3 separate regions of the Mus musculus genome follow, and all the other regions are linked to region 3. A link is a contact called in public HiChIP or PLAC-seq data. All regions are on one chromosome and are shown on one strand. The core of a region is the stretch at or near the end of the contact, and the rest is flanking DNA. Distances in the headings are between cores, read along the strand shown.

Region 1 (4,581 bases), core at 228-2,727, 100 kb after region 3:
GATTAGCCTGCTTCTCTCTGTGCTGGGCTATTTCTCTGCTTTCCTTCCTCCAAGCAGGCGAAGGCCCTTCTGGTGAGGAATTCTCAGCATCACTAGTGATTAAATTTTGTCACTCGCTGCTCTTCTGAGGTTAGACACGTAGAGGTTTTATGATGTATCTCCGAGTGTGGTGAGTGTGAGGAGAGTGATCTTTGTTTCAGGGACACGTGATGTACCACAGTGCACACCTCCAGAAGCTGGGGTGGACTTGGAAGGGAACAGCTAGTTGAGAGGGGCACAAGGCTCAGCTTCCACACCACTATGTCTTCTTCTATTTTACTTTGAGCAGATTAATTTCCTCATATGAAAATGCTATCTCCCTGGGTGGGGCTAAAATAACCACACTTAGACTGCTAGGCACGTGATCAGGCACTCATCAGGCGACATTTCTTTTCCTTCATAGTGGTGGGTGACTTCTGTCACATTGCTCGACTGGCTGGCTGCGAGTGTAGCCTGACTGTGCGCATGTGAACTTGTAAAGAAGGCAGAGCAGAGAGGAAGTGAAGAATGCTGTCATCAAAGCTTTTTTTGTTTTGTTTTTGTTGGTTTTTTTGAGACAGGGTCTCTCTGTGTAGCCCTGGCTGTCCTGGAACTTGCTCTGTAGACCAGGCTGGTCTCAGACTCAAGAGATCCTCCTGCCTCTGTGCCCTGCTCCAGCTTTTTTTTTGTAAATTGGAACGTGGACCTTAGTATCCATGTATCCTGTGCATCCCCCAAATTAACTATTTTATGCTTTAAACTAGTTTGTGTAAGATACATTTTTGAGATAAACTTTTGAATTTAATCTCAAGAGTGAGTCTGTGGCATTTCTTGGTTGGCCGGACTCCACCGTGTGGCTTTCCATTGCCCTTTTCTATCAATTCTTTTCCGTGCTGGAAGACCTGGGGTAGAGACTTGGTCAGGGCTTACCAGAGGCTGCGCTGAGTGGCGAGTCCAGCACTTGGCTTGGGAATGACGGCTGCTGAGCTTTTCTTCTCCCAAGACAGATTTTAATTTGTGTTTCGCTTTATATTCTTTTGCTCTAGTTTCACAGGAAATCTTTTTACAGCAAGCTCTGGGCCTCTTTTTATTATATTTATTTATTTGTGTATATGTGCGTTGGAAGGTGCACCGTGGGACTTAGCTTTCTCCTTCTACCACGTAGGTCCCAGAGATTGAGCTCAGGTTTGTGAGGGTTCCTTTGCCAGCTGAGCCACCCTGAAGGCCAAGCTCTGGGCTTCTGACTTATGCAGACACTGTCCTGGTTTTGATTAGCAAGGCCTCCCGCGTGACCATTTTTATTAGGTCTAGGTCCTTGGGAAGGTTATCCAATATCCTGAGCCACAGCTTCCTCGTTTCTGAGAGAGGTGTCATGGCTATAAGATTGTGCCATGCTCTGTCAGATGAGCATTGTTAGCAGCCCAGTCCCTTGTCTCGATAAGTGAGCGAGCCATTGCTATGAGTCAGTGAGTGGTTGCTCTGGCTGGAGGATTGTAGGGATAGATGCGGGGAGATAAGAGAGGCTTGTACCTCATCCTGCAGGGACTTGAGTGAAAGGCCTCTAGGAGGTGGTTGCACTTGAGCTAAGATTTGGAGTTCAGTGAGGGATTAGCAGACAAAGAAAGGGGGAAGGGCATTCCAGGCTGTAAGGAGCCAGAAGGACTAGGGCTCTGGTAAAGTTCCTGTTGGAGGGGAAAGGAGGGGGAGTAGATCCAGGAGAAAAGTAAAACAGGCTTTCAAGAAAAGGAAGCCTTTTAAAGTTCTGATGAGATCTCTAGAATAAGAACAGGCCTTTGGCTTGGCAACCGTTTTGGCTGAGAGGGTGTTTGTTGTGTTCAGTTGTAAGGAATTCTGTGGGAGCCAAGAATGGTTCCCACCCGGGCCCCCTGAGGTGGAATCTGAGTACACTCCCTGGAAACCCACCTGCTGGCTTGGCAGTGACCCCGAATTCCACTTTCAGAGAAATGATCCCGTCTCTCTCTAAGCCTGAATATGAAACAATCAAAAACACCACATGCTCCCATAGCAGAGAACGTAAGATGTAAGGCTCACGTATAGTAAGAACATACAATGTATAGATGTAAGGACACACCATGTATAGATGCAGATAATAATTGCAAGAGTATAAAATAGCAGAATCATCCAGTTTCAAGCTTGCAAATTTTGTGGCAGAAAAAAAAAAGCTCAATTGGATCCAAAGGATTGACTTGTATCCAGTATAGTAGGAGTTTGTTTTTTGCTCTTTTGTTTTTTTAAAACTATGTTCAGAAGGCGTGGTAGATAGGATACTTCATGTCCTTTAATCCTACAGATATTCTTATGAAGTAATTGCCCTCAATTTATGCAGACGGGAACACTGAGACCCAAAAAGATTGATGCCATTATTCTTTTTAAAGATTAACTTGTGTGTGTGTGTGTGTGTGTGTGTGTGTACACATGCATGCAAATGCCCACAGACAATGGGAGATTCTGCTCGATCCTTTAGAGGTGCTGTTAAAGGTGGCTGTGAGTTGCTTGACAGGGGTATTGGGCGCGGCACTTGGTTCCCTCAGCCAATCAGGCAGTGAGCTCAGGCTTCTCACGTGGAAGGGGTGAGTGTAAGAAAGTTACTGTAGCTAATTACTTCACGTTATTCTATAATCTGAGCTAAATATTATATAGTTTATATGTGATAACTCCCCTCCCACTTCTGAATGAAAACAAAGAAGAAAGGAAAAGACATGATTGTTCCTAGGTGAGGTGGAGGAGAAAGTTTGTGATAGAGATATTGGAGATCGTAGCCAGTGGCAGACACATCTGGAGTCGTCATGACCCTAAACCATGTCCTGAGAGAAGAAGGGGAAGGGAGAGAGGGAAGCCAAGTAGAGCACCCAGGAGGCCAAAGGTACAAAAGGAGAAACAGGTAACCCTAATGTCTGGATGACATAGGGAAGGGCCTCTGTGGCTGCAGAGTTCAGGGAAGAGGGTGGGGTATGCAGACCATACCCTGTAACAGGTAGGGACTGAGGGATTCTGGGAGAACCTGGAGGCCAGGCTCACTTCTTCTCCCAGGTTTGCAACATAACATTTACCCCTTTCAGTTCTGAGTGAGAAATGACAATGTCTCCTGGGTTGATTTTTTCTTTTTTCTTTTTTAAAGGTTAAAAATGTGTCTGCAGGCACACAGGACATGCCTCCACCCCCATCTGACTATGCGGAAAGAGTTGACAGTCCAATGGCCTACTCCTCCAATGGCAAAGTGAATGGCAAGCGATCATACCCAGAGTCTTTCTATAAGTCAACACCTCTGTAAGTAGCACTTTAATTTGATAACATTTGTCTAAATATGAGTATTGGCCTATTGTTTTGTGCTATCCTCCCTTTTCCTTGTTAGTCAGAAGGCTGAGAAGTGGCAGTGCCATTGTCCTTTCAGATTTAATCTTTTCAGAAGTCCAAAGGCTTTTTCTCTATTTTTTTTTAAAGGATTATTTATCTTATGTATGTGTGTACCCTATAGCTGTCCTTAGACACACCAGAAGAGGGCATCGGATCCCTTTACAGATGGTTGTGAGCCACCATGTGGTTGCTGGGAATTGAACTCAGGATCTCTGGAAGAGCAGTCAGTGCTCTTAACCATTGAGCCATCTCTCCAGTTCCCAAAGTGTCTGAAACCGAAAATCTGTTTAAAAATTCTGTCTTGCAACTGTGGACTCCTGTAAAATAAATAATAAGTTAAATATTTACTTAACTTCAAGAAGGAAATACCAGGGCATAATCATTCTGATCAAAGCAAAATCTAATATCTGGGATTCACTCATGATTTTCTGGGCTCCTCAAAGGGCTTGAGTCACTTCTCCAGCTCTGGCTTCTGCAGTACACAGAGCTTGTCTTAAGCTCAGGCAGAATCCACTCATAGGCTCTCTTCATGGTGCCAAGCTTCAACTTCTCTGCATGACCCCTTCAATCTCTGGCCTTTAACTGGCACCGAGACTGTACCTTCACCAATGACACCTCCTGGCCTCTCACGGTGCCAAGCCTCAGCTGCTCTCCATGACCCCTTCATGCCTTCAAAACCAGTATCACCTAGGTGACTGACTCTTGCACTAACAAGTTCCGCTACCAGTGTGAGGTGTACCTTGGCCACCTCTGGAACACAGCCTCTGTGTGCTGACTCTCAGGAAGCACATCCAGAGGATCTCACCTCAGCGGTGCTCGTCTCTTCTTAGTCATCACTAATTTCTTAGCTTCAGCCAACCAGCATCATTTATCCCAGTAAAACAAAGTTTTTACTTTAGTGGTTCTGGTATTTTGTTAGTCACAGCTGAGTCTTAATCCCCAGCTGACCAGAACTACATTTTCCTCACACAAATGACCCACATCTTTTCATCCCTCTGAAACTTCCCAAGCCAGATCTCCATCATCTGCCCTGCTCTCGACAATCTTAGTTTTCAGAGCCACGACAGAATAGCTCACTGAGCTCTCAAACACTCAATGACTTTTCTTACCCAAAAATCTAATATCACAGTCCTCCGCAGAACACGGTCAGGTCTGCCACAGTAATACTCCACCATCCTGGTATCACCT
Region 2 (4,192 bases), core at 1,107-3,606, 64 kb after region 3:
GTTCTAGGCCAGCCTGGTCTACAGAGTGAGTTCCAGGACAGCCAGGGCTACACAGAGAAACCCTGTCTCGAAAAACAAAACCAAAAAAACAGAGTTTGAAAATGTATGTTCATACTAAAACTTATGCATGAATTTTCACAAATAGTAGTCTTTAGAACAGCCCCAAAGGAGAAACAACCTCGATTTTCCAACAACTGGTAAAATGATAAATAAAATGTGGTATAACTGTGCAATGAAATACTACTCATAAAAAAGACTAAGGTACTAAATACATGGGCTGGCATGGGTGAATCTTGAGAAGAAAGCATGCTAAGTAAAAGCCAGACACACTGAACTCATGGATGGCGTTACCCATTCATATAAAGTGTCTAGAATAGGCAAGTCAACCGAGATAGAAAATACACTAATAAGTCAGGCAGTAGTGGTGCACACCTTTAATCCCAGCACTTGGGAGACAGAGGCAGGCGGATGGATTTCTGTGAGTTTGAGCTCAGCCTGGTCTACAAAGTGAGTTCCAGGACAGCCAAGACTGTTACAGAGAAACCTTGGGGGGGTGGGAGGGAGAGAAAGAAAAGAAAAAGTCAGGGGCTGGAAACAGAAAATGACTATTAATACATATTGGGTTTCAAATGAAAATGCTCTGGAATTAGAACATGGTAACAATGGTTATACAACCTTGCAACTGCAAAAAAAAATATTAAGCACACACTATATTTTAAATAACAATTTTTATCTTAAGTGTACAGGTAATTTGCTTGTATGTATTGTCTATGTACTACTTGTGTGCCTACTGCACAAGGAGGCTAGAAGGTGTCATACCCTCCAGAACTGGAGTTACGACGGTTTATTAGCTACCGTGTGGTGCTGGGAATTGAACAACTAGAGGAGAAGCCCGTAGAAGAGTAGCTACTGTGTCTAACCACTGAGCCGTCTCTCCAGGCCCCAGGAATACACTTGGCAAGGTATATGAACTAAGGATGAAATCCTAAGGCTTCAAACATGGCAGGGAGGTGTTCTGGGGACAAGATGCATCCCCAGTCAATTTATATTTATTTTTAAATAGGAAAAACACCACTATCACCACCACCACCACCTCCAAACCTATGAGATCCTCTTCAAAACAGAGCGAAATACTCAATAAGATAATAGTCAGGTGTTTACAAAAATGTTTCCTTGTGTAATTATAATCCGAGTTGGAACGTTTGGAAATATTAGCAATCCGGCAGCTAACATTAAGAGGATTAACCTGGCTTCCTTGGGGTGAATATCAATTTAATCTACATCAATCAAAAACTACAGTCACATTGAAATAATTATAGCGATGACTTCATGAAAGATTACTAATTAGATTAAGAATCTATTAAGGCTGTCATCATTTAAATTTTTACTTCCGGAAGTACTGAATTGTGCTTTAAGATTTAATGCAAAGGAGAACCACACCTGTAGCTACTTAAAGGCAGAAAGGAGCATGGGATTGGACTAAGATGTATTAGCAATGCAGACATTCAGGACTGGAACACAAAAGGAAGCAGGGCTTGCGAAATTTAACTATCTTCGGTGCAGATAGTTAACTAACAAGAACTAAAATCTCTATATCGTAGAGTAAAATGAATATGAAATACAACAAAATCGCACACACACGCACAAGTCTGTAACAACAGAGTTATAGACAGAGTAAAAAAATACAACCCTTAGCAACCAGATTGGTTTTGCTTGTTTTGTTTTGAGCCAAGAAAGAATACCGAAACGGCTTTAAATCCCTTTAGAGTAGCCTCAATCACACCGTAGTTACGTTTCGTGCATGCGTGGACAAGGACCCTGTGGCCTGGGGATTCCGTGTGACTCACACAGCTACAGTAATCTCTCTTCATTTTAACCACTCCAGACCAGAGGGTAGTCTTTTTCCGAATCCTCTGAATCGGAAGGTGCTAGTAATAAGCACTTCTGAAAAAAGTCCACTCTTTCGCTGGACCAAGCATCGGGTACTGTTTTCCACCAGACATTTAATCAAACCTGGCAGCAGAACACAGTAGGAAGAGAACTCAGACCTTCTCATCAGCCTCCAGGCGCCCTTGGACCCTCTCTGAGTAGCAGCACAACAGCTCCCTCCTGACCTCTGACTCTCCTCCCGGAACCAACACCCCACAGGGGCCCTGAAGCAGGCGTATCTCCGAGCACACCCAAAATGGTCTAGGATCACCCCATTGCCTCCACGATCTTGAGACCCTTCTCTCCGCACGCCCCCGCCCCTCTCCAGGCAACGTCGGTGCTGTTCCTTTAACTCGGCTTGCTCTGGGTGGTGAGCCCTGCCCGGTCCTCCCGCCTCCTTCTCCGTCGCTCCCTCCCCCTCCCATCGGAGTTTCAGGTGAATGGGTCACCGAGGGAGGAGGCTGGCCACGCCACACCTCGTCGCTAGTGCCCACCTCCCGGCCCCTCTTTCCTTAGGCGACAGCGGTGGAGTTGCGGGAGAGCGGTCCAGCGCACGGAGCAACCGGCTAGGGGCTCGGCAGGTGGGTCCCAGCGCACAGCCCCGGGCGGGTTCGGCCAGAAATTGGTGCGCATGCCCGGGGGTAGGGGGTGGGGGAAGCGGAGGACGGTCCTCCTGGCTCAGTTGAACTGTGGATTGGCAGCGCGGGCGGCGGCAGGTGCACCGGCCAGGTGAGCACCTTGGGATTCCGGCCGCCAAGGTGGGTGCGAGGCAGGTGCGGTGCCCGGGGTCCCCCAGGGTGACGCGCCGGGGCTGGGAGGCGAGGCGCGGGGAGGGCACGCGGAGCCAGTTTCGGTGGCAGTTTCGCCCTGGACTCGGCTCTCACGGAAACCAGAGAAGCGCGTGTGCCTGAGCGCAGCGCGGGAGGATCTGGGGGGCTCCCTTTCTCTCTCGGAGTCGCGGGCGAAACCTTGTCCACCAGAAATGCCCGAGCTACTTTCTACTTTTGCCGAGGCGGGAGCGTCGGGGGCGGATCCAGCGCTCAACTGGGCGCTGGAGATCTGTGGGTTACTCGGGGTCTCTAGTTAGGGCTGGTGCTGGGCGACGCAGGGCGATAAAGATCCCTGTGGCCCTTCTGGTTTCCGCTCTTTTGGGTAATTCATCCCAGGAGGGAGGCCGGGGGTCCTCTGCAGCGTCCCCAGAGTCGTGGAGTGTATTATTCTGGCTGTTTGGAACAGGGGGCGGTGCGTGCGTCCTTGTTGATTTCAGCTTTTGGTGTTCTTTTCGAGTGAGGCTGGATTTCGAGGGAAGCTGCTCACGCGGTGGATTCTCATCCGTGACCGCGGGCCGGGGACCTGCCCCGGGGCAGGGCCTGCTCTGCTGCCCTGCTCTGGCCTGGCGGCTCCCGAGCGCAAAGCTGCGGTGGGGCGCACGGTCTCGGGGACCCGCAGCCTGTATAGGCGGTCCACTTTGCAGACCTCCTGGGCAAAGTCGGCCCCGCGAGTCTAGCGGCGAGTGGCCTTGCATCAGAGGAAGTATGCGGGGACAAATGGGTGGGGACCAAAATGGCCTCTGCATCTTGGCGCTGGAACAACTCTGAGCCCCTTTCGACCCAGGTGGAGTAACCGGGGTTCCAGCGGGAGCGGAGGTATCCTCGGGCCTGCCCGGGGCTCACCGGGCAAACTGCCACTAGGGGAATTACCTGGGGCGGGGAGAAGGCAGCTTTCCAGGCAGGTTAGCAATGCGTGGCTTTCATATACAACAGGTGTGTTGTTGGGATCACCGGAAAAGAGGAATGCCTCTCAGTAATGCGCTTTCTGGTGACGCTTTCAGTGGTTCGTGCGTTGTTCAACTACATATCCCTGAGTATAACTGTAGTTCCTTTGCGCCGTATGTATAAATCTTAAATTTCCACTGTTGGTGGTTTTCTTTTCTTTTTTCGTTTGGATTTATCTTAGTTGTTAGTGCTTTCTTTGTTAGGCAATGGAATGGCGAGGTTGGCCAGATAGACTTAAGTAGGGAGTGGGCACAGTCCACATTCCAGCAGCTTCCAGGCAACTTAGAAAGTATGAGCATCTTTGTGAAAGGTAAATCCTACCAGAACTCTATTTTAAAGGTTGGGGAAGGGGGGGGGGTAGGCTAAGGTTGGAATCTCAGCAAAGCTTCAAAAATCTACAGAAGGCAGGATACAGAAAACTTAAGCAAACTCACAAGGAGTAGTTAACTGTAGAGAATTTCAGAGAAAATAACTACTATAGCGAGCCG
Region 3 (4,528 bases), core at 760-3,259:
AGGTGTAGGTAGGTGGACTCTATGAGCTCAGGCCAGCCTGTCTTACAGGATAGACACAGCTATGTAGATAGACCCTGACTTAAGAAGTAATCAGTCAGTTAATTAAAAAATAAATTAAAAGGAACTAGGACTGAAGAGATGGTTCACTGGTTGAGTACTGACCAGAGAACCTGAGTTTGGTTCCTAGCACCCTTGCTTAGCAGTTATAACTGCCTTATAACTCAAGCTAGGCTGTCTAACTATAGACATAAAAAACAAAACAAAACCCTAAAGTACCCTTTTCTAGTTTAGAAGTAACAATAAAAAATAAAAATAATACAAAAAAGAATAGATTTGTTTTGAGACAAGGTCTCACTATGTAGTGGAGTCTAGACTCAAACTTCTCTTATCATAGCCTCCCAAGTGTATTATATTATAGGCCATACCACACAGCTGGACGAAGTTCATTGGTTTAGTTCCTTTTTGGAGACAGAGACCCTTTATGCAGTTTTGGCTGCTTAAACTCAGAGGTCCAGTGCCTGCCTTTGCCTCCTGAGTGTGGGATTAAAGGTGTGAGCACCATGCCCAGCTTTAGTTTCTATTTTAAAATTTCATATTTAGTTGGACAGTCAAGTCGACCCATTTGTGTTTCCTGAGATTTCTGTCTTATGCTCATTTTTTTTTCCTGATTTAAAAAATCTTTTTACTGGCTTAGGTGTAGATGAGTTGGAAAGTGTTTGTTTAGCATGCCCAAGGCTCTGGGTTCTATCCTCAGGACTACTAATATTATTTTTTTATTAGGTATTTTCTTCATTTACATTTCCAATGCTATCCCAAAAGCCCCCCCCATACCCTCTCCCCTTATGCTCATTTTTAATGTATACATATAAATATTAGTCTATAGGAACTCTGCTGAAGACAGTAACACTTTTGATAGCAGAAAGGACTTATTCACAGTTGGTCATTTGCCTTGTATTTTTTGTGTGTGAGTGGAAAGACCACTTAGTTCATAATTTCAAGGAGTTTTCTGTTTGGTTCCCACTGATGTCTTCGCTGTGACTCTGACAGGTTGAAAATGGAAGCCCTGACTGACCGAGAGCTGGGGCTGATAGACCCTGACAGTGGGGATGAGTCCCCGCACAGCGGAGGGCAGCCGGCTCAGGAAGCTCCCGGTGAACCCGCGCAGGCTGCTCAGAATGCCGACCCAGAGACCTGGTCCCTTCCGCTGAGTCAGAACAGCGGGAGCGATCTGCCTGCCAGCCAGCCTCAGCCCTTTTCCTCCAAAGTGGACATGGAAGAAGAGGAGGAGGAAGAGGAAGACATAATAATAGAGGACTATGACAGCGAGGAGACATAGAGAACAGCCTGCCAATCAGGTTGCTCCTTGAGAGATAAATTTTAGTCTATTCAGTGGTACTTGAACACGTCTCTGAAGGACAAGCAATTTGTTAATTGCTCAGTTCCTTATCGTATTCGTCACAGCAACTGACGACTGTCATCTTGAAGTAAAGCAGGTCTCAAGTACTCAGTGCTTAGTATTTATTTAGTCTTGTGAATGGTTTGAGGAGAAGTCACGGTGTGAAGTGTATGAATGTTGTACTAAATATCAAAATGTGAAGGAGTAATCCAGAATATACGGACTTTATGGGGTGTTGGAAATTTGATTTATAAAACAGTTTAGGATGCAATTATGAGTATAAATAAACCTTGTGCCTTACTTACAGTTTGCATCTAGCTTTTCGGATACCATTTTTGGTATGTTGTACAGTGGAATATTTTAGATACTTCTGGAAAGTATTTACATAATTTATATCAAAATTAAAAACGTTGGATTTCATCTTGTTCTTCTTATCCTTTAACATTACCTACCGCGCACTGTCTGCCTTGGGTCCAGGCAAGGCAAGTAGAGCAAATGTTCTAAAATGGGAAGGAGCTGGTAGCACCTATGCTATGCCTGCTTCCTGGCCTCAGCTAGGTGGCCAGGCGGGCGGGGCACTGCGGCTCGGCCACGCCCCGGGAGCTCGGTCCCAGTTTCGGTGCCCGCGGCAGAGCGTGCTGTTCCGGCGGCCGCGCAGGTGAGTGGGGCCGCGATGCGGCGACGGGACGCCGAGCCCGCGGGGTGGGCCTTTCGCCCTGGGCACACATCCCCGGAGCCGCCTCCCTCCCGCGGCCAGGCTGAAGCGGGAGCACGCGGGCGCGCCGGGCTCCGGGGGCGGCGTGGGCGGGTTTCGCTGCAGCGACAGGTGCGGCCGGCTGGACCGCCGCCGTCCTTCCGGGCGCCTGGTGGCGCCGCCCTCGCCACTTTCCCGGCTGGCCTGACCGAGACAACGGCCACCTTGGGGCGGAAGCCAGAGTGGATTTTCCAGAGAAGAAAGCGAAGGCGGGACACGCACCGGGTGGGTATAGTCGCGGTGCCGGGAGGCTAGATGGGGGACCCTGGCGGGATTGCTGGGTATCTGTCGGTCCGCTCGCGGCTGCAGCTCCGCTGCTCCCCCACCCCAAACCCCCAAGTATCTGTGGCGGTAGTCCACTTTCTGGAGGCAGCAAAACTTTAGAGGCAACTGAAGGGGCGATTGTGCGTGTGTGAAGGTGACCAGGCTCGATCCCCGTGACGCTCAGTGAACCATTTTTCTGGCCACAGCTGTGGCATTCCTAACTCCCTGGCTCCAAGCAAACAAAAGACCTGCGACCGAGCTAGGTGGAGCCCAGGGGGCTCAAGGACAACCTGTAAGGTTTTATCTGTATATTTAAGATGTGGTCAAATACCGCTGAAGATTCCTTGCTAGGTAGCACAGTTTGCTCTTCTACTAGTCTACACATTTTTGTGTTTTATTTAAATGATAAAGTGATGTAACTCAAACGAGCGGTTTTCCACAGGTGAAGATGAGTTGAATCCGTTACAGTGAGTCATACTTTTAGGAGTTAAATTAACCAGCGGGATGCCGCCGTGCAAACTATATACACCCTAAAGACCTCAAATCTCCTTCCGTTTATTTGTTGTGTTTTTGCTTCTACATTCTTAGGCATGTGTTAGATGTAAACGTTGTCTTTTTTAAAGAGCAAAGAGATAAAGACAAAAGGGCAAAGATAATTGCTGTTGTGCCGGCAGGTTTTATGTCAACTTGACACAAGTTACAGTCCTCTTAGAAGACCGAACCTCAGTTGAGAAAATTGCCCCCACTGAGTTGACCTGTGTGCGGGCAAACCTGTGGTCCATTTACTTGATTGGTGATTTACATCCGAGGGCCCAGGTCTCTATGAATGGTGCTGCCGCTGGTCCTGGATAATAAGAAAACAAACTTAGCAAGCCAAGAGGAGAAACCAGTAAGCAGCACTCCTCCATGGCCTCTGCATTAGCCCCTGCCTCCCGGTTCCTGCCCTGAGTTCTCTCAGTATCGCAGTGTGGCTTGAGTATTGTAAGTGAAAGTAAACCATTTCTCCCTAAGTTATGTGTTAATGGTGTTTTATCACAGCAGTAAAACCCTAAGACAGTTGTCATCTGGAAAGCTTCTGGTTTGCCTTGCACACCTTTCTGGGTGATCGTAGTTAATCCTCCAGACTTGGGGTGTCTAATTAGAGGACCCTGAAATTTCTTCCTGGACTCTTTCCTCTGTGTTCCATCTATTACAATGGTCCAACCTGTAGGGCATGACCCTCTCACAGGGATCCCCTGAGACCATTGGAAAACAGATATTTACATTATAGTTCGTAATGGTAGCAAAATTACAGTTATGAAGTAACAACAAAATAATTTTGTGGTGGTGGTGGGGGGGGTCACCACAACATGAGGAACTGTATTAAAGGATAGAAGCATTAAGAAGGCTGAAACCCACTGATCTGTTGGGTGGTTGTGTCTGGTCTGGTGACAGTCTCTTCTCTCTGGACAGGCTGCATCTCCACTTGGATTCCCTAAGGGACTGCTGAAACTCTTGTGAAATCTCCTATTCTCTGGGGATGGAGAAATGAATTTACCATAAAGCGATCAGATAGAAGTCTAGCATTTTTGTTTGTTTGTTTGTTTTATGTGGGTGTTTTGCCTGCATGTGTGTGCACCATATGTGTGCAGTGCTCATGGAAGCTGAAGAGCCTGTTAGATCATTTGGAACTAGAGTTACAGTTGGTTGCGAGCCTCCATAGGAGGCTGGGAATTGAACCCAGGTCCTCTGGAAGAGCAGCCATTGTCGCTAACCACTGAGTCATCTCTCCAGACCCTCTGGGCCTGCTTCTAAGTAATTCGGTAGAGGACTAGGACAGGGAAGGAATGGTGAACTCTGAAGAGGATTGGTCTTACAGGGGTCGTTACTGAAGCTGACCTGTGGGATGTGGAGGTTCTCGATGCTACCCTTCCCACTTTAGATTACGTTTAAATTCCTCAGTGACCACTTATTTTACATGTCCTGCATCTAGAATGTAAGGCCTTGCTGTCTCCATGGCTCTTCCCATGATCCTTTGGGGCATGTATCAACAGTCTCCTCATGTCAGCCTTCACCTTCTGGGTTGAACTCTGAATACCACATCCAAAGAGATCCTATTAAAACAAGTCAGATCC

What was found. HiChIP or PLAC-seq counts read pairs in DNA pulled down with a chosen protein or histone mark.
Region 1: an H3K4me3 HiChIP or PLAC-seq map of intestinal villus epithelium shows a contact between it and region 3, with 7 times the contacts expected there. The contact joins the enhancer-like site here to the promoter of Marveld2 in region 3. A contact is called at or near these places in 12 of 39 promoter capture datasets (3T3-L1-derived adipocytes, the C10 cell line, the HPC-7 cell line and 8 more), 9 of 484 Hi-C or Micro-C datasets (B cells, the HPC-5 cell line, the HPC-7 cell line and 6 more), 9 of 115 datasets of contacts at active chromatin or transcription factors (differentiating embryonic stem cells, embryonic stem cells, extraembryonic endoderm stem cells and 4 more) and 3 of 9 other capture datasets (adipose tissue, liver and pancreatic islet).
Region 2: an H3K4me3 HiChIP or PLAC-seq map of embryonic stem cells shows a contact between it and region 3, with 51 read pairs. The contact joins the promoter of Ocln here to the promoter of Marveld2 in region 3. A contact is called at or near these places in 19 of 39 promoter capture datasets (the 3T3-L1 cell line, 3T3-L1-derived adipocytes, the HPC-7 cell line and 12 more), 1 of 15 datasets of contacts at CTCF or cohesin (embryonic stem cells), 8 of 484 Hi-C or Micro-C datasets (the STO cell line, embryonic stem cells and liver), 9 of 115 datasets of contacts at active chromatin or transcription factors (embryonic stem cells, epiblast stem cells, intestinal villus epithelium and 2 more) and 3 of 9 other capture datasets (adipose tissue, embryonic stem cells and pancreatic islet).

What each region holds. Positions count from the first base shown.
Region 1 is chr13:100,513,752-100,518,332 of GRCm38.p6, reverse strand. It overlaps Ocln (occludin), which reads left to right. Exons shown (of 9, transcript NM_001360536.1): 5 at 3,158-3,306. Among named protein-coding and RNA genes, the nearest start is that of Gtf2h2, 23 kb to the right of the region's middle. Within about 2 kb of position 1,477, at least 89 of the 459 cell types and tissues checked have an H3K27ac peak or open chromatin away from gene starts, as enhancers often do. A contact at or near this core is called in colon epithelium, intestinal villus epithelium and trophoblast stem cells, where this site is marked.
Region 2 is chr13:100,550,882-100,555,073 of GRCm38.p6, reverse strand. Ocln (occludin) reads left to right here and starts at 2,356. Exons shown (of 9, transcript NM_001360536.1): 1 at 2,356-2,510.
Region 3 is chr13:100,614,452-100,618,979 of GRCm38.p6, reverse strand. It overlaps Marveld2 (MARVEL (membrane-associating) domain containing 2), which reads left to right and starts at 2,009. Exons shown (of 7, transcript NM_001038602.4): 1 at 2,009-2,054. Rad17 (RAD17 checkpoint clamp loader component) reads left to right here. Exons shown (of 17, transcript NM_001044371.2): 17 at 1,048-1,816. The coding sequence ends at 1,336.